Linked DNA regions of Mus musculus: regions 2, 3, 4, 5 and 6 are each linked to region 1. Evidence: chromatin contacts called from public HiChIP or PLAC-seq and promoter capture Hi-C data. All regions are on one chromosome and are shown on one strand. The core of a region is the stretch at or near the end of the contact, and the rest is flanking DNA. Distances in the headings are between cores, read along the strand shown. Region 1 holds the start of Elp6 (elongator acetyltransferase complex subunit 6). Region 2 holds the start of Rassf1 (Ras association (RalGDS/AF-6) domain family member 1). Region 3 holds the start of Rbm5 (RNA binding motif protein 5). Region 4 holds the start of Rbm6 (RNA binding motif protein 6). Region 5 holds the start of Traip (TRAF-interacting protein). Region 6 holds the start of Nicn1 (nicolin 1).

Evidence for each region. Promoter capture Hi-C pulls out the DNA fragments that hold promoters and counts their contacts. HiChIP or PLAC-seq counts read pairs in DNA pulled down with a chosen protein or histone mark.
Region 2: a contact with region 1 is called in an H3K27ac HiChIP or PLAC-seq map of thymic regulatory T cells, with 8 times the contacts expected there. The contact joins the promoter of Rassf1 here to the promoter of Elp6 in region 1. A contact is called at or near these places in 1 of 39 promoter capture datasets (pre-B cells) and 1 of 115 datasets of contacts at active chromatin or transcription factors (thymic regulatory T cells).
Region 3: a promoter capture Hi-C map of pre-B cells shows a contact between it and region 1, with 5 times the contacts expected there. The contact joins the promoter of Rbm5 here to the promoter of Elp6 in region 1. A contact is called at or near these places in 2 of 39 promoter capture datasets (liver and pre-B cells) and 1 of 115 datasets of contacts at active chromatin or transcription factors (astrocytes).
Region 4: a promoter capture Hi-C map of liver shows a contact between it and region 1, with 6 times the contacts expected there. The contact joins the promoter of Rbm6 here to the promoter of Elp6 in region 1. A contact is called at or near these places in 3 of 39 promoter capture datasets (liver and pre-B cells).
Region 5: a contact with region 1 is called in a promoter capture Hi-C map of pre-B cells, with 3 times the contacts expected there. The contact joins the promoter of Traip here to the promoter of Elp6 in region 1. A contact is called at or near these places in 2 of 39 promoter capture datasets (liver and pre-B cells).
Region 6: a promoter capture Hi-C map of pre-B cells shows a contact between it and region 1, with 3 times the contacts expected there. The contact joins the promoter of Nicn1 here to the promoter of Elp6 in region 1. A contact is called at or near these places in 2 of 39 promoter capture datasets (liver and pre-B cells) and 1 of 484 Hi-C or Micro-C datasets (B cells).

The regions. Positions count from the first base shown.
Region 1 is chr9:110,303,760-110,306,549 of GRCm38.p6, reverse strand. Elp6 (elongator acetyltransferase complex subunit 6) reads right to left here and starts at 1,358. Exons shown (of 7, transcript NM_001081381.1): 1 at 1,201-1,358. The coding sequence starts at 1,254.
Region 2 is chr9:107,550,181-107,552,970 of GRCm38.p6, reverse strand. It overlaps Rassf1 (Ras association (RalGDS/AF-6) domain family member 1), which reads right to left and starts at 1,416. Exons shown (of 6, transcript NM_001243748.1): 1 at 1,125-1,416. The coding sequence starts at 1,374. Zmynd10 (zinc finger, MYND domain containing 10) reads right to left here. Exons shown (of 12, transcript NM_053253.4): 9 at 2,562-2,687; 10 at 2,352-2,473; 11 at 2,106-2,231; 12 at 1,650-2,010. The coding sequence ends at 1,935. Gm34106 (predicted gene, 34106) reads left to right here and starts at 2,134. Exons shown (of 2, transcript NR_168657.1): 1 at 2,134-2,274.
Region 3 is chr9:107,769,644-107,772,433 of GRCm38.p6, reverse strand. Rbm5 (RNA binding motif protein 5) reads left to right here and starts at 1,432. Exons shown (of 25, transcript NM_148930.3): 1 at 1,432-1,549.
Region 4 is chr9:107,871,481-107,874,270 of GRCm38.p6, reverse strand. It overlaps Rbm6 (RNA binding motif protein 6), which reads left to right and starts at 1,452. Exons shown (of 21, transcript NM_011251.3): 1 at 1,452-1,622.
Region 5 is chr9:107,949,508-107,952,297 of GRCm38.p6, reverse strand. It overlaps Traip (TRAF-interacting protein), which reads right to left and starts at 1,335. Exons shown (of 15, transcript NM_011634.3): 1 at 1,126-1,335. The coding sequence starts at 1,223. Camkv (CaM kinase-like vesicle-associated) reads right to left here. Exons shown (of 11, transcript NM_145621.2): 11 at 2,607-2,790.
Region 6 is chr9:108,289,028-108,291,817 of GRCm38.p6, reverse strand. Nicn1 (nicolin 1) reads right to left here and starts at 1,375. Exons shown (of 6, transcript NM_025449.4): 1 at 1,156-1,375. The coding sequence starts at 1,287.

The DNA.
Region 1 (2,790 bases), core at 109-2,608:
TCTATACTTGGTGCCAAGCCCTATATCCACTGTTCTATCCCCTGGCCCAATTCTTGACAAGGCCTCTGATGACAAAGATCTCCCAGTGACTGTGGTTCAGACGGGACTCTTATCACAGCAATCGCTGGAAAGCCCTATGAAGATGGTCTCTGCATTGCCTAACTACCTGCTGTAGTTCTGTAAGTAACAGACAACATTGGGACCAAGGGCTGTCACACACCACCTCAATGCTGTACCAACCTAGGGAAAACCTGTCCAATGCCTCTGGGTTTCAGCTGTGTCCCTCTCCTCCCTCCCCCCAATATAAAATGCCAAATCACACTGCCTGGCCTTGAAACACATTTCCCACCCAAAGTGGTCACTTCCTGCTGTCACTCTGGACCTGGGAAATGCCCTAGCAACTAGAAAAGTAGTCAGAACTGGAGGTCTGAACAGTCAAGAACTGTTAGGCAAATAAAACCCAGAAGGATCGCAGGGCAGTGGTGGCACACGCCTTTGATCCCAGCACTTGGGAGGCAGAGACAGGCAGATTTCTTGAGTTCAAGGCCTAGCCTGGTCTACAGAGTGAGTTCCAGGACAGCCAGAGCTACACAGAGAAACCCTGTCTCAAAAAACAAAAAAAACAAATAAGCAACCAAACAACCAAAATCCACAAGATCTATTTAAAGCTTTCCATATGTGGTGTGTTTGCTGCAAATTACAGAATAAAACAGATATACTCCTGGGAGAGGTAACCCCTAAGTGAAAATGTGAAAGACATTTCGAGGTTCCATGGAGAGTGAGGAGGTTGGGAAAAACAGAGGGGATGGAATATGCTGAGGCCTTTTTGCAACCAGATATCATCAGAACTAGGAAGAGTGCAAGCAGTGTTCCGTGCAACCTGTAAAATGTTCCATGGTGGAAGGAGATTCAGGACAGATAAAAGGATCTCCTCTAGGGCCTGCTCTGCAACCATCTTTGGGCGCCAGTGTGGCACGGAGCACATGGTCCTGGGGCTGGAAGCGAACACGCAAGATAGTCCAGAAACCCATCTTCCAAAGGCCCAGGAATGCGACTGCAGCCTCGGCGAGCCCTCTCCAGACTACAACTCCCAGATGCCCTCGGTTTACGGCAGACGCGCCTACTCCACCGCGCAGCGTCCCGGATGCAATCCTGCACGCTCCCGGGACCTGCCCTCTTCCGGTCCGCACGACATCTTACCTGCTCGGTCTTGTCTGGGGTGGTGCTGAGAAGGTTGTTGAGTTCCGGAAACATCGTGAACTGGGATAAAAATTATGGTTCTACAGAAAGAATGAAGGTCCAAGAACAGCACCCACAAGACCGTGCTCGCGAGCGCGAGAAAGCGCGCATGCGTGATCTCGCTGCCGGACTCGAGTCAGCCAATCAGGCTTGGGGTTGTGATGCTGCTGCTGCTGCTGCGCAAGCGCGTGAGCACGTATGCTCGTAAAGCTGAGCCTTAGAGCGATCTCTCATTCGGGCAATGGACCATTGTGCTGCTCTCAGTAGGTGCGGGTCCACACAGTGCTGGTGCTCCCTCACGATTTAGCACGAGCAGGCGAGCTTTCTCTTTCCGTTGCTCCCCCTCCCTCCGCACCTCCGGGTCTTAGTTGCTCCACGTCTTCCTAGTGTATTGCTCACAAACTTGGGCTAGATACATGGAACACATAGAGAAATGTTTGCAGGATCTTCGCAAAAAGAGAGAACAAACCTTACTAGCACAGAATTACATCCTGAAGAGCTTTTTGTATAAAGCAGAAGCCAGGAGGCCAAAGAGATGGCTCAGGGAATAAACGCTCTTCTTCCTCCCTCTGAAGACCACCCACATTGGGTTGCTCTACTTGTAACTCCAGCTCCAGGGGACCCGACGCCCTCTTCTGGGCTCTGCAGCACATGCACACACAATATACACAAAAAAATTTAAGGGGACTCAGAAGATTTTAGAGGACCCTAATTTGATTCTCATTATCCACTTGGCAACTTATAACCCTCTGTAACTACAGTCCCAGGGAATCTGATAGCCTCTTCTGGCCTCCAAGGGTACCAAGCATAGAAGTGGTGCACCTATACATACCATCAAAACGTATGCATAGTTTTATTTTAAATAAGCAAGGCCCTCCTCGGCCTTCTGCTAAAACAATAAAAGAACAAAAAAGAAAAGTCAGAGGGATACAGGTCAGTTGAAGAGTTCTTTCCTAGCATCAAAAACAACATAAAAAGCATGCTGCCAACATCTGTGATCTCAGCTGTCAGGAGGCTTAGGCAGGAGGGTTGCCAGCAAGTCTGAGCTTTGTGAAACTACCTCTAAAAAATAAAAATAATGGAACTGGGCGTTATGGGGCACACCTTTAATCCTAGTGTTCAGGAGGCAGAGGCAGGCAGATCTCTGGCAGTATGAGGCCATCCTGGTCTACAAAGTGAATCCAGGCTAGCCAGGCGAACACAGAAACCCCATCTCGAAAAAACAAGCAAGCAAACAAACAAAAAAGAGGAGGAGGAGGAAGAAGAGGAAGAAAGAAATATAAGCTAGTGGTGGTGGCACATACCTTTAATTTCAGCACTTAAGAAACAGAAGCAGGGCTGGTGAGATGGCTCAGTGGGTAAGAGCACCCGACTGCTCTTCTGAAGGTCCAGAGTTCAAATCCCAGCAACCACATGGTGGCTCACAACCATCTATAACAAGATCTGACTCCCTCTTCTGGTGTGTCTGAAGACAGCTACAGTGTACTTACATATAATAATAAATAAATCTTTAAAAAAAAAAAAAGAAACAGAAGCAGTCAGATCTCTGAA
Region 2 (2,790 bases), core at 167-2,666, 2.8 Mb after region 1:
TTTTTCCCCACTTCACTCCACCCCAGGGTTCCTATCTCAACAAGTTATCACTGTAAGCCCAATCTGAAGCAAACCCTCCATTTGCCTTTGGTTTCTTCCTTATCTCCCAAACTGTCTTGCTTCCTAGACAAGAACCCCAGAGCAGCTTTCTTTCTCCTTGTGAATGCTGAGATGCCGCAGCTCTTGCTCTCATGTGGCATTCTGTCACAAACTGCTACACTAGCTGAGTTTGTGACATACTTGTATAGTGAATGAGATGATCTGGAGGCACACACAGGCCTACAGTGCCATTTTTAAGTTCCTATATGGCCCAAAGCACCGATTCTCAACTCAAAACTATACATCAGAACTTGGGAGGCAGGGGCAGGTGGGTTGCTTGTCACAGCCTGGTCTGCATAGAGAGTTCTAGGCAAGCCAGGGCTGCAGAGTGAAACCCTGTCTTAAAACACAACAAAACAACCAAAAAACCAAACCAAAACAGAAAAACCAGGATGCCTAAGGTCCACTTTCAACAACGGAGTCAACAAGTCTGAGAGGAGAAGTAGGCGCGAGGAGACTGGAAGGTATATATTGTCCTGCGTGGTTCTGTTTGCTGGTAATTCCTAGGTCAGAAGGACCACTCATTGTGTGTGTGGCTGGACTCCATGTTTTAGCCTCTGCATCCTTGACTCAAAACAACCTTGACTGAAGTTTCAATAGAATTCCTACTAACAAGGAGCCTAACTAAGGTTCTAACTTTTTCTGGCCCCCTATTAATGTGGGAGACGTCACCCAGGAATCTAGAGGGGGAACACAGTGAGCCAATCGTTGGGAAGAGGCGGGCCTCGGAATGTAGGCTCAGAGCTCAGCAGGCACAAAGGCTTTTCAAGAAAGGGCACAAGCACTTTAAAGACAAACTTGAAGCACCTTCTTATTCACAGACAACTAACTCTGCCCAACTGTGCACGGACAGAGCGTGACAAGTGATAAACCATTTTCTCAAGCACTCTCCCTGATGGAGCAAGGCCAGGAGATCTGGTCTGCAGGATCATCACAACTGACCAGCCCTCCACTGCCGCTTGACCCGCAACTATGGTGCTGCCTCCCTTTCCGTAGTCGCTGGCTGTGTGGGGCCGCTTACTCACGCGCGCACTGTAGGCCCTTGCGCACGACGCCCCAGATGAAGTCTCCACAGAGGTCGCACCACGTGTGCGTGGTGGGCCCTGCAGGCTGGAAACGGTGGCCACGACCCGGGACGTGCTGCTGTGACGGATTGCGTGTTGTACCCGGGGCGATGCGCAGAGCGTTGGCACGCTCCAGCCGGGTACGGCCTGGACCGATGCGCCCGGACGGTGCCAGCTCGCGTAGTTCAATGAGTTCTGGCTCCGCCGACATGGCCCGGTCAGGCCGGTGCTGTAGCGGACTAGCAGCTAGTGAGTACCGAGCGGGCGAGGCCGCAGGGCGGGCCGCGACTTCGGCACCGCCCCCAGGATCCAGGCAGGGCGGCGGGAAAGAGCCGAGGAGGACGCGCTGGAACCCTAGGCGAGCCGACCGTGTGGACTTGTGGGCGGGGCACGGCACAGGGGTGGGCCCTTTCAAAGAGCCCCTTCCCAATCTTTCCGTCCAGTCTTCTCCCCCGACCCCAAGGATGACTGTACAGCGCCACACTGTTGCGTTTCATGAGTCTGCTTTATTGTGCGAAAGGAAGAGGGTCTCCACATCCGGCCCTTGCTTACACCCCCCAACCCTGTCTGCCAGTTTGCTGATGCTGTGGCCTGGTCCTCTGCGTATTCGCTGGGTGGGGCAGGAAGTGAAGAGTGTGGTGGTTTGCAGCTCTACTTGACTCAGCTGTGCTCACCAGGGAAATTGAGGTCTGACAGGGGCGAGCCACGAGTCCCTGAAGCTCAGTCACAGTCTGGGTGCGCTCTTCTGTCGGCCCTCGGCAGCTACGGCCTTCACTTGGCTCTGTCACCTTGGGCTGCTAGAACACATGTCTTTCCGTGCTTCTCCCAGTGCTTGACTTGACACTCCCTGCAGCGGGGTGGGTTGCATGACAATGACAGGGCTTGTAGGAGAACCCAGGGTTGGAGCTTAGGGGGGCAACTAAGGTCCCAGGATCGCCTCACCTGCAGCAATACCACACATTCTGGCATCTGGAGCAGCGCTTGGAGGCCTCTGCGTTGCAGTAGCCGCAGCGGGGCCTCTCCGGAGCTACTGCCTCTAGGACATCCAGCCTGTAGGTTTCAGCCCACCTGGGGGAGGAGTCGAGAAGAGCTGAATGGACGGACCGGGCAGGTAGGTGCACAGAAGCACTAGGTGACCTTCCCTCCTTGGTCCTATGCACGTGACTTCAGCCACTCAGTGGACTTTACCTCTGTGCTTGTTGACGAAGATCCTTCTCCGAGAGGCTGAATACGTGCTGAAGCTGGTGCTTGGCGATAGCCTGCCATTTCCCTTTGTTCTCTCTCTCCAGGCGATCCCAGATTTCTGGGATCTAAAAAAGTGTAATGGAGACAGGGAGGAAGGAGCCGGAAAAGTGGACCACCGTCCCAAGCACTCCCAAGCATGTTCTAGGGCCTTACCTGTTCTAACACTAGGTCCTTCTTAGGGGGCTGGGTTTCAGCCAGGGACAGGTGGGCCAGGAAACCCTTCAGATCGGCAAGATTGGGCAACTGGTCGAGTAGTGTGTCAGTGAGGAAGGCCTGAAGCTGCAAGAGATCCAGGGAAGGCCATTGAGAAACTAACTGTTCCTAGCCAGAGGGCCAAGAGACAGGAAGTCCTGAAATTGGGCTGAGCGTCCTTGGAGGGTTT
Region 3 (2,790 bases), core at 183-2,682, 2.5 Mb after region 1:
CAATTCTACTCAACAGACAGACACAATTGAGAGGATGCCATTCATCCCTGGATGGAATCTGTCTAGGGATAGGGGAGTAGCTTTTGAGTTTAAAATTGAATTGGCAGCATGGTGGCTCACCTTTAATCCCAGCAACCAGTGAGTGAGTTCTTTATATCACCCTGGCTTTCCTGGAACTCACCTTTTTAGACCAGGCTGGCCTTGAACTCAGAGATCCAATTACCTCTGGGATTATAGGCATGGATCACCACACCCTGCTATAAGTGGTTTCTATGATCTGCAGACAAATGTATATTTTCTGCGGTTAAGTGTGTTATATATACTCAACCATAATTGGGCATATCTTAACATTTACATAATTGTATACTGAGAATACATAGATACAAAAGAAAGATGTTGAGTATGTGTTCCTTCAGCTGTGTTATCAGGCATTTCTAGCCAGTTTCAGTCACCCTAATTCCTGCACACCGTTATTCTTATCAGACTTGTAATCCCAGAAGGAGGTGAAAACTGGAGGGTCAGAAACAGTCCCACACTAAGGAGATGGATCTTGGTCAGTCTACATTGTGAATTCCAGGCTAACCAGAACTATAGAGACCCTTTCTAAAGAAAACAAAAGGGAGGGAAGGGAAGAAAAATTAAAAAAAAAAATGAGGGAAATCTGCTCCCTAATAACTACATATGCAGAGGACAAGTTATGGCAACTGGATGACAATATCTCCACAAAAAGCAGAGAGAGGGGGGGGGGGAACCTCTAGGGTTTTGTCTGTTTTGTTGGATTTTTTTTTTTAATGTGTAGTTGGGTGATGATTTGGTTTGAATTTGGGCTGCTTTGCATTTACTTATTGTTGGTGTATTTGAACACACATCCATGTTTGCCACATCAGAAGACTACTCTCATGCGTGGTTCTCTTTCCATCCTGTGAATTGCAGGGATGGAACTCAGGGTTTTAGGCTTGGCAGTAAGCCTTACCTGATGAGGCTATCTCACAGGCTTGGTTTTATTGTTGTTTTGTTTGCTTGTGGCAGGGTCTTACAACAAAATATCCCTATTGTTCTGGAGTTCATATTCTAGTGCTGGCATGGCTTCTGAAAACAAGCTAGTTCAGTTTCCAGTTTACCGAATTATTAGCTCTGTATGTTTGTAAAACGACTAGGGAAGTAATCCGTAGTATGCCTTCTCTACGAACTGGATTATACGTTTTACAGTGTGTCAAGCGCTGGTAAAGTTCACATCCGGGTTCTCAGAAGCTGAATGGCAGCTTTGTCATGGAGCAGATGAAATACGCAAAAAAATTAACGCAGGGTATAGTGACAGGCTGCCTGGGCGACCACACTTCCCGGCAGCCCTCGCGCAGACCGGCACCCTCGCTGATTGGACGCCTCTGGAGAGGCGGGTAGGATGGGAGGTGGGGGAAGGTCGACGCGCGAGGGACTGTGGGTAGGAGAAGACGGTCGGTGGAGACGCCATTTTGTGGAGCGGCCGAACCTTGTAGGAGGTTCTGGGGCGCAGAGCCGCTACTGCTCCTGCTTTGTTCCCTCTGTGGGGGTGAGTGCGGCTGCCGTCCATTACACCCCAGTGATTTTGCAATTGGTGCTGTCCCTTAAGTCTGCCTGTCAGCCGCCAGAGGTGACCGCTCAGCCGAGTCTTTGAAGAGACTAAACTAAGCAAGCGCTTGAGGGCCGCGCCCCTCCTCGCCTCTGGCTCTGCTGGCTTTCATAGGTTGCCCCCTAGCCCGGTCCTCGACCCGCCTCTTTGGAGTTGTTTGTCTCTTGCTGGGACGTTGTCCCGAATCCCCTGTCGTGCGGAGCTGTGGAGCGCCTGGCAGTCTCTTAAGCCATCATCGCCCTGAGTCTCCAACTGAATCTCGCTGTGCGAAAGGTGGTTGGGAATGGGTGTGGGGAGGGATGGATGGAAGATAAGAAAGATGGACTGAATGCCGGATTCAGTTGCGCCGCCATCTCGGCTGCGATACCCCGCGGAGGTGGGCATGGGCAACCTCCCTGGGAGGTGGGTGCGGGCATCTCGGGCGAAAACAAGGGACAGCCGTAGCCGTTCGACCCCGGAACTTGACCCACTAGATGTCTCTTATTTTTTAAGTCAACGAATGTTTGTTAAGTGCTTGCTTTAAAAGACCAGATTCTAGAAATGGCAGTAACTATAGTTTCTGGGACATCACAGGCATCATAGCTGTGTGATGTTTTATTACGGCCAATCGGCCGGGGAAAGGCTGTGGGTCACTCGGTGGCCTGTTGTCGATCAGGGCTGGTCCAAGACATAGGTGTTATTGATACACAGATATTAAGCCGAGTCAAGGTTTGGTCTTGTCTTACTGAAATAAATTGAGATCAGGCGATGTGTTATATATGTAAATTTCAATCAGATCAGCATTCCAGCTTCTAAGTTTTTGTCAGAAAAATTTGAGATCGTGTTACAATTTTAGTGTTGAATTTTATATTAACGAAGACAGTTGGATGAATGCTTTAATCATTGTCCATCTCAATAAATAGCGTTGCTTTGGTTATGAAAATCAGGAGCTTTTTGCTTTGTAATTGTAGTGGGAGTGTCCAAGGTGTCTAAAGCCTTCACCCTTCTTGAGTTTCTTATTGAATATATGATCTTAATATGTTAAAGTGACCTTCATCTTCCTGCTTCTTAACACAATTATGACTTAGTGTTGACAGCCTCCTTTTCCTTCCTCTTTTTAGTCATTGTTAAGTATTAGCCACAGTTTCTATCCCAGTTTGTAGGGTTCTTGAATTAAGTGATCTCTGAAATTTGCAATTTTT
Region 4 (2,790 bases), core at 203-2,702, 2.4 Mb after region 1:
AAGTCTTAGAAATTACAACATTTAATTGGGGCTGGTTTACAGGTTTAGAGGTTCAGTTCATTATCCTCAAGGCAGGAACATGGCATCCAGGAAGACATGACTTAGGAGGAGCTGAGAGTTCTACATCTTTACCTGAAAGCTGCTAGCAGAATACTGACTTCCAGGCAGCTAGGATAAGAATCTTATTGCCTACACCCACAGTGACACACCTACTCCAACAGGGTCACAACTTCTAATAGTGCCACTCCCTGAGCTGAGCATATGCAAACCATCACACAGGGGTTCCTTTTTGTAGCCCAGACTGTACTAGAACTCACTCTGTAGAACAGGCTTGCCTTGAACTCAAAGGTACATCTGTTTCTGCCTCTGGAGTGGAGGGATTAAAGTATTGCACCATCACTTCCTGTCTCCATGCCCAGCTTTTTCCAGTGGGCATTTATGGCAGCAGCATTTATTGATATTTTATTTGTCACATATGTACAGTCCCCTCAGAGGCTAGAAAAGAGCATTGGATCTCTTTGAACTGAAGGAACAGAGGATTGTGAACCGCCACGTAGTTTTTGGGAATTGAACCTCTGGAGAGCAACCAGTGTTTTTAACTGATGAACTGTTTCTCCAAGTGTCTTTCTTTGACCTTGAAGAATCGAATTAGGCTACAATATCATATATCGCCAGGGCATACACACAAGGCACCAGGTGGCTGGGATAAGCAAACCCCTCACAATATAGACAATCTACCTGAGAACTTGGGAGTCAGGTAGATCATTAGCTGGAAGATTCTGGAAGAGGTTGCGTATCAACAGTTACTTTGCTTTCTTTCCGTTAGAATTACGATGTGCAGTTTTTGTGGCGAGTCACGCGTGTCTACATTTATTGCCTAGAGCTAGCGGGACCTGTAGAAACAAGTTTTATTATTTTTTTTTAATGGGTTGAGCTACTGAACCTTTTTACACGGATGATTTCCGCCTGGAGTGTTTGACCAGAAGTCTGTCGGAAGGTAAAAAAGGACGAGTCTTTGGGTCCTAATACTTCAACTCAAGCAGTACTTTTGCATTTATTCTCTGGACTTAGGTAGAAGGGGTCTTATTTATGTAGCCGAAAAGCCAGCAGCCCTTTGCCGTAACGGAATAAGACCGGAAAGATCTCCTCCCATTTTCTGCACCCGAACTGACAATCTCTCTCTTTCCCAAGGGGCAAGGCAGGACCGTCCCCCAGCACCTGGCAGGGTGTGTCACTAGGCTGTCTAAGCCACCCGGACCCCTTGCACACTTGCGAGGAAAACACCAGAGAAGCAGTGACAGCACTGAAGCCAAACCATAACTCCCGGCAGGCCCTGCGGAGAAGCGTGCCTTCTAATTGGGCAGTGGCTAACAGCGTGCCTTTCCATTGGGCAGCAGCTCCACCAGCCGTCAAAGCCGCTGCGCGCAGGGCACGGCGGGAGAGGAGGCCGCGGGATTTGCGGCCGTACTTCATCTCCCGGCGGGCCCAGCGCTGAAGGCGGTGGCGCGACGCCTTTGTGGAAGCCGGAGCCCACCGGGAGGAAGTTCCGGTCTCCGGGACGCTGGGTCCGTGGCGGCCTCTGAGGAGGAGGAGAAGCGGGCCGCGGCGGCTACGCTGCTTTGGTAAGGGCCCAGGCTAGGAGAGAGGGCGTGCCCGAGCTTCTGGGACGGGGTCAGCGGGCCTGGCGGCTCTGGAAATCGCGGGCCCGCGCGGCCTAGCAGCCGTGGCTTCGAAGACACGGGGCGGCCGCGGCCTCGCTCGCTTGCGAAAACAGTCGTGTGTCGCGGGAGGCGCCGCTCGCGGCAGGAACGCCCCGGAACGGTCGCGGGCCCGGGGCGGGGCCCGAGGCGGCTGTAGAATTACCGGTCCCAGCGCGGAGCGGCCAGCTGTGGGGCGAGGGACCCGCGCGTGGCAGCGGTTCTGGCGCTCAGCTCTGTGGTGCTGCAGGAGAGATTTCTTTCTCTTTCCCCTTGTGTTTGTGATCTTGTCCTGAGAGACATCACTAGATACGGAACTCTTGTGCCCTGCAAGTAACCTTGGCCGCCCACCCAGACACCCAACCAGGAAGGTGCGAGAGTTCAGAACCTGGCCCACGGGCCCGTAGAACCGGGAGGTGGGCGAGGGTGACTGGTGGGTTCTGTACCGGTTGGGCGAATGTAGGAGGAGAGTGATGTTCCCACATATTCGTGCTTTAGATTCCTTTTGGCGTTGTTAATAATGTGCTTTTCTTTTAACTTTATAATTGACGTTGAGCTAATGAATTCAAGTGTGGGGTTGCGTTTCTTAATTAAAAACAAAAGGCCTTATTTGTAGAGCACATATACTTGAGGTAGTTTGTATATTTTCTCCTCCCCCTCACCCCCACCCTAGGCATTCTTATTAATTTCAGACTAATTGGATATAAGTTAAGGAGTAGGTTTTTTTTTTTTTCTTTTTTATCCGCTTGATCACCCAGGTCATTTTCTGAACTCTGGATTGTGCCTTAGGATTGTTAGTTTTCAACTTCCTGTTGACTAAATATGTCACAGTTAACATTACTAAGCTTGTGAGAATCAAAGGGGAAAGTGTCAACAGCTAATGACAATGTGGAAAGTAACTTAGCACTAAAATACTAACTTGAGGAAACATAGTGGTTGAATCTACTGCCAGGCTTAGTGGAGTTTAATCCTGAAGTTTAGGAGGATGAGGCAGGAGGATGTCAGGTTTGAAGCGCCCTAAGCTGCATTGAGACCCTAAAAACTTTGAGTCTGAATTTTATTTAGCTCCTTAACTAGTAGTACACTTATATAA
Region 5 (2,790 bases), core at 86-2,585, 2.4 Mb after region 1:
TGAAAGCTTAGGGAGAGAGCAGGTGATACAAAGTAGCTTTAGTGGCGGGGTTACTTCTAACCTAACTACACAATGGCTCCTTAGGAATGGAGCTCAGGCCACACAACACTGTATTATGTGGTTTTGTTTGTTTGTCTTTTTGACACAAGGTCTGGGAAAATTCAGGCTGACTTTTGCCTTACTTATGTAGCTGAGACTAACCTTAAAACTCCCAATCATTCAGTCTCCACACTGTCCCTCCTCCCCAGCCTGTACTGGGATATGCAACACAACAGACTCTAAGGTCGGTTTTAAACAAAGCTTTGCAAATGGGAGACACCCAGAAGTGTTCACACCACTTCCTGCTTTGTGGGCCCTATTGCCCCTCAAAAACCTCCCAGTCTCCCAAAGGAGACCTCTCTTCTACCTTATTTTCTCTTTGGTTGGGAGCTTTGGATCAGCCTGCTCAGTTGCAAAGGGACTCTTTCGTCACCCACAAGACAACTGAACATCAGGACCCCTCGACGACAGGAACACACTTCCTTGCCATTCCAAGTTAAGCCAGGTGTACTGGAGTGTCTGATCAACGAGGTGTTTCTGGATAGAAACAATCCAAAGCATTCCAGCAAACGACAGACCCTTAAAGATTGCCAGAAACCTATCAGCATAAATTGGTCTGTTTCTTTTTTTGTTTTGTTTTGCGAGACAGGGTTTCTCTGTATAGCCCTGGCTGTCCTGGAATTCACTCTGTAGACCAGGCTGGCCTCGAACTCAGAAATCCGCCTGCCTCTGCCTCCCAAGTGCTGGGATTAAAGGCTTGCGCCACCACCGCCCGGCTGTTGGTCTGTCTCTTGACTCTCAAATAAAATACAATAGCTCGTTAGTGCAGTAAAAGCTCATCTTCGCTCAAACTAATAGTTTTGAAGTCATTTCTTAGCGCAATAAAGAAGCACTCTTTCACCGTGGGCTACCGGTATCACTTCCACCTGGCCCACTTCGGCCCAGGTTGGAAAGCTTCCGTGAGGCTCCTCTAATGTCGTCGTCACTTGTCTTAGTTCGGAGGAGGGATTGTCTCTAGGCCCGACACCCCCATAGCGTCTAAGTGGTTCTAGGACACGCACGGGGCCCTACACCGCCGTCACTCACCATTGCAGATGAAAAGTGTGGCCACAGTGGATGGCAGCCACGTCACGGGAGTGATCGAAGAAGTCGGAGCAGATAGTGCACAGAGCGCGGATAGGCATGATGGCTCGACTCAAGCAGCCCAGGGAACCAGCTGCCAGCGACAGACACAGTTTGGTGGCCGAACCGGCCACCGCTCCGGTTCCTTCAAATTTCGCTCCACCGCACGACTTCCGGTAGTGAACCGGAAGGAATAACAAACCCACGCCTGAGTGCTTCCCTCTGATTGGACAAACTTCGGGGCGGGGCGCTGGAGGGCTGTGATAAGCAGCCCGCCAGCCGTGCGGAATCCTGGGATTTAGCTCCTTCGGGTCTCCTGGGAGTGGGTCCCTGTTTCTACCGCAAAACCCTGCGATCCCCTGTGGCGTAAAACAGTGAAACTACAGTCTGACCCCTATCCCTGCTAAGCCGGGTATTGTCTCAAGCTAGAGCCGGTGCGAAGTGAACCAGACCCCTTCTTGCTGCACTTCAGGGCAGTCAAATAGACTGGAATGCCAAGAAAAGGGGATGATGGTACCATGGCTATGGAAAGTAATAGGCCATACGCTGGCAGCCCACAGTTCCCAAACAGAAAGAGGGCTCCCCACTTTCTAAACCTTCTACTATGGATCATCTTGGAAAGGTGGACACATTAAGTCCTAGCCCTTCGAACCACTACACTAGTCCTGGCTTTATTCAAATATGACCTAATAACCTTTGAGATTAGGTAGACACTGGAGCTAGTAATTTAGCCCTTTCCTCCCAGAATGCCTCATACCTGAGACTGTAGGATGGTGATTTTGGAGGTACAGATGCTTCAAAGACCAGGAAATAACAAACCCTCTTTATTATTCCCACATCAGATAATTTAAGGTCCTCCCTGAGAAAGGCCATCTTGAGTTGAAGCGAGGCTCCTTAGCGATTTTTACGGTATCGTTAGCAGTATTACTCCCTCAGAAGAAGCATACATAACTTTATAAAGTAGGTCTGCTCCAGCCGGGGAAGACAGAATGAAATCTTTTTGGTCTAAGTGGAAAGCACAGGTATTCACAGGAAGTAGGCATCAAGAAGCACAGAACTGTTGTGCAATCCCACCCTCTCCCCACTGTGCCCACGCGCAAGGTCACTTCCTATAGTGGTTGGCCCTGAGTAGATTCCACCTCTAAGTCCAAGTTAAGACAAAGGCTCTTTGTCAACAAGAATCGGAAAAGCGTCAGCCCTTCGGCGCTCAGCTCGGGATAGTTTTTAGCTGAAACACACCACTCTCGTGGGATTTTTAGCGTCCAGAGGAGTCCCATCAACATCATCCAGGTAGACACTGGAGAAGGTGACCTCCACTCTCACTCCAAGCAACACACTAAGCATCAACCGCTACCCAAAAACTGATCGTCCCACAGCCTCGTCCCTCCCGCACTGCCTTCCATAGGCTCCTCCCCAAGAGGACAGAGGAAGCAAAGGCAAGAGGGTGGCCAGAGGCTTTGCAGGGTGACGTTTATTTGCCAGGTTCAGTAGGCACACAGTTAGCCCACCAACCTTCACATACCAGAGCAGACCCACAGGCATGCAGGGAGAAGGGCAGGACCACCATGGAGTGCCGAGCAAGGGCAAGGACCAGCGTGGCTGCCTGTTCAGGCTGTGGTAGGGTCTGAC
Region 6 (2,790 bases), core at 126-2,625, 2.0 Mb after region 1:
TCCCAGCACTTGGGAGGCAAAGGCAGGCAGATTTCTGAGTTTGAGGCCAGCCTGGTCTACAGAGTGAGTTCCAGGACAGCCAGGGCTACACAGAGAAACCCTGTCTCGAAAAACAAAAAGCAACAGCAAAAAAGAAGAATAGTAGGATCCTGCACTGGAGGGGTTTGGGGAGCCTAGAGTACCAACTGCCATAGCAGTAGTTTCCATCTCGATGCACACCAGCATCACCTATGGAACTTAAACAAAACAAAACAAAACACACAAAAGCACAGATATCAGGACTAGAGAGATGGCTCAGCAATGAAGAGTACTTGGTGCTCTTGCAGAGGACCAGGTTTGGTTCCCAGCACCTACACGGCACCTCACAGCTGTTCATAACTCCAGTTCCAGAGGATTCAGAACCTTTTTCTGGCCTCTACTAGTACCAGCCATGCACAAGGTATATATGCAGACATGCAAAAACAACACTCATAGATTTAAAATAAAGCTTTTTTAAAATAAAAATATTAAATAAGTAAATAAAAATATAGATGTCAAAGATCCACCTCAAACACACTGACTCAGATTTTCCAGGGTCGGATCAATTAACTAGGTTTCCCCAGATTGTTGGGAAGCAACATCTTGCGAGAGAATGACATATTGTAATACAAAGCACATAGAGCCAAGAGGGTGGGTAAGGGAAGGATGCTATGCCATTAGAGGTAGCCTTTGTCCTGTGTTGAGGTCATGCAACGCCCTGTCACTGTCAGTTGAAATGGAAGAACAACTAGGGATTGGAAACAAGTCACCAGGAGGACCTAGATGAAGGCTAGGTTGCACCTGACCTGTGGCAGGGGCCACTGGAATGGTACGTTTGCATCATTGTTTGACGATTGCAGCTACGGCCGAAATCAAATATCCTCTCACTTGTACTGAGATTCAAATTGTAGTTCCAGTGATATCCTGGGCACTGGGAAGAGATGCTGAAGAGGATAGGACGGGAAACTCTAGTCTATTTAATAAAGCTTATTAATAAAGACTGTAAATGCTTCTGAATAGGCCCAATTCGCAAAAGCAAGAGACACTGTAGAAGCTGTGTAAATGCCTAGGAAACGCCCAAGTTACTAGGTATTCCCCGCCCAGAAGCCTTGATCGCTTATATGGGGGGTTGCTCACCTCGAAAGGCGCGATGTTGGGAAAAGTGACATCGACGACCAGCACGCCAGGCCGACCTTGAGAGGTCCTCATGTCGCCCACTTGCAGGGCTACAGTGCTTTTCACATGACAGGGCACCAACACACGGGACATGATTTGGGAGATTACAACCAAGCAAAATCACCGCTCACAGTCTCCATCCAACCACTAGCTCTTATTGGCGTCCCTTATCAACCAAAAGAACTACAACTCCCAGGCCACATAACGTTTGTAACAGTTCAGCCAATCACCGATGATCAGGGCGGGTCAAGAGTCGGAAATGTCAACGGAAGTTCTTCTTCAACCAATCATCCTCGCGTCTGTAAGTCCCTCCCGGGCTGCTCCGGGCAACCGTCGAGCCGTTCTTTATCCAAAGGATCCAGAATGCTTTGGGCTGTCTTATCCCTCACTTAAATTCTGCTACTTTATTAGGTTAAGATGTATAAAACAATCAGGCGTTTAGTGTCACTCGCTTTCAATCCCGGCACTTGGGAGGCAAAGGCAGGCAGGTCTCCGAGTTCGAAGCCAGTCTGGTCTACAGAGAGTTCCAGGACAGCCAAGGATGTTACACAAAGGAATTATTTCTCCATAGCATCCACAAGATCCATCTGGGTACAACCCGAGGTATATGGCAACTTAAGGGATATGGCACCTTTTCCTGACCTCGGAACTATGGTATTTTTAAAACTACAAACCAGATCAGGTATATTGGTGCAAGCCTTTAATCCCAACATTGAGGAGGCAGAGTCAGAAGCAGGTGAATCACTGAGAGTTTAAAACCAATCTGATTTACAAAGAGAGTTCCAAGCCAGTCCTGTCTCAAAAACAAACAAACAAACAAACAAAGTGGGGTCACAAGGTATTGATTCACTCCTGTAATCCCACCAAAATTGTAAAATTTAGTTAAGAAATAAAATGCCAGGCATTGGTGACACTTTAGTTAACCCAGCACTTGGAAGGTAGAAGCAGAATCGGTAAGATCAGAGGTTCAAGGCTAATCTCATGAATGTAGTAGGTTTCAGGTTAGCTTGGGCTATGTGAGGCCCTAGCTAAAAAAAAAAAAAAAAAAAAAAAAAAAAAAAAGCAAAACAGTCAATAAATTGATTGACCGGAGAAGAGGCAAATACTTGGTTTGGGATTTGTTTATTTTTTGAGACAAGATCTCACTACAGATGTAGATGAAGCAAACCTCAAATTCAGAGAGATCCATCTGCCTCCATAATTCTGGGATTAAAGGTATGTGTTATCATGCCAACCTACCAAGTTTTCCTTTTACATTTTATATTGAGGCATTTGGGAACATTAAAGAATCTGAGGTGTATGGTCAGGAATTTCAGTCCATGCAGCAGGAGAGATGGCTTAGCAGTTAAAAGCCCCTGCTACTTTTCCAGAGAATGAAGTTTAGTTCCCAAAACTCCCATCAGGCTCCAATGAATGCCTGTAACTTAAATGCTCTCTTCTGGCCTCTAGGGAAATTTGAACTTATGTGTACATACCCCTACACAGCCCCTTGTGCATTGCGTACACATAGCTTAAAATTAAACCTAGCAGTGGTGGTACACACTTTAATCCCAGCACTCAGGAGGCCGAGGTAGGTAGATCTCTCTGAGTTTTGAG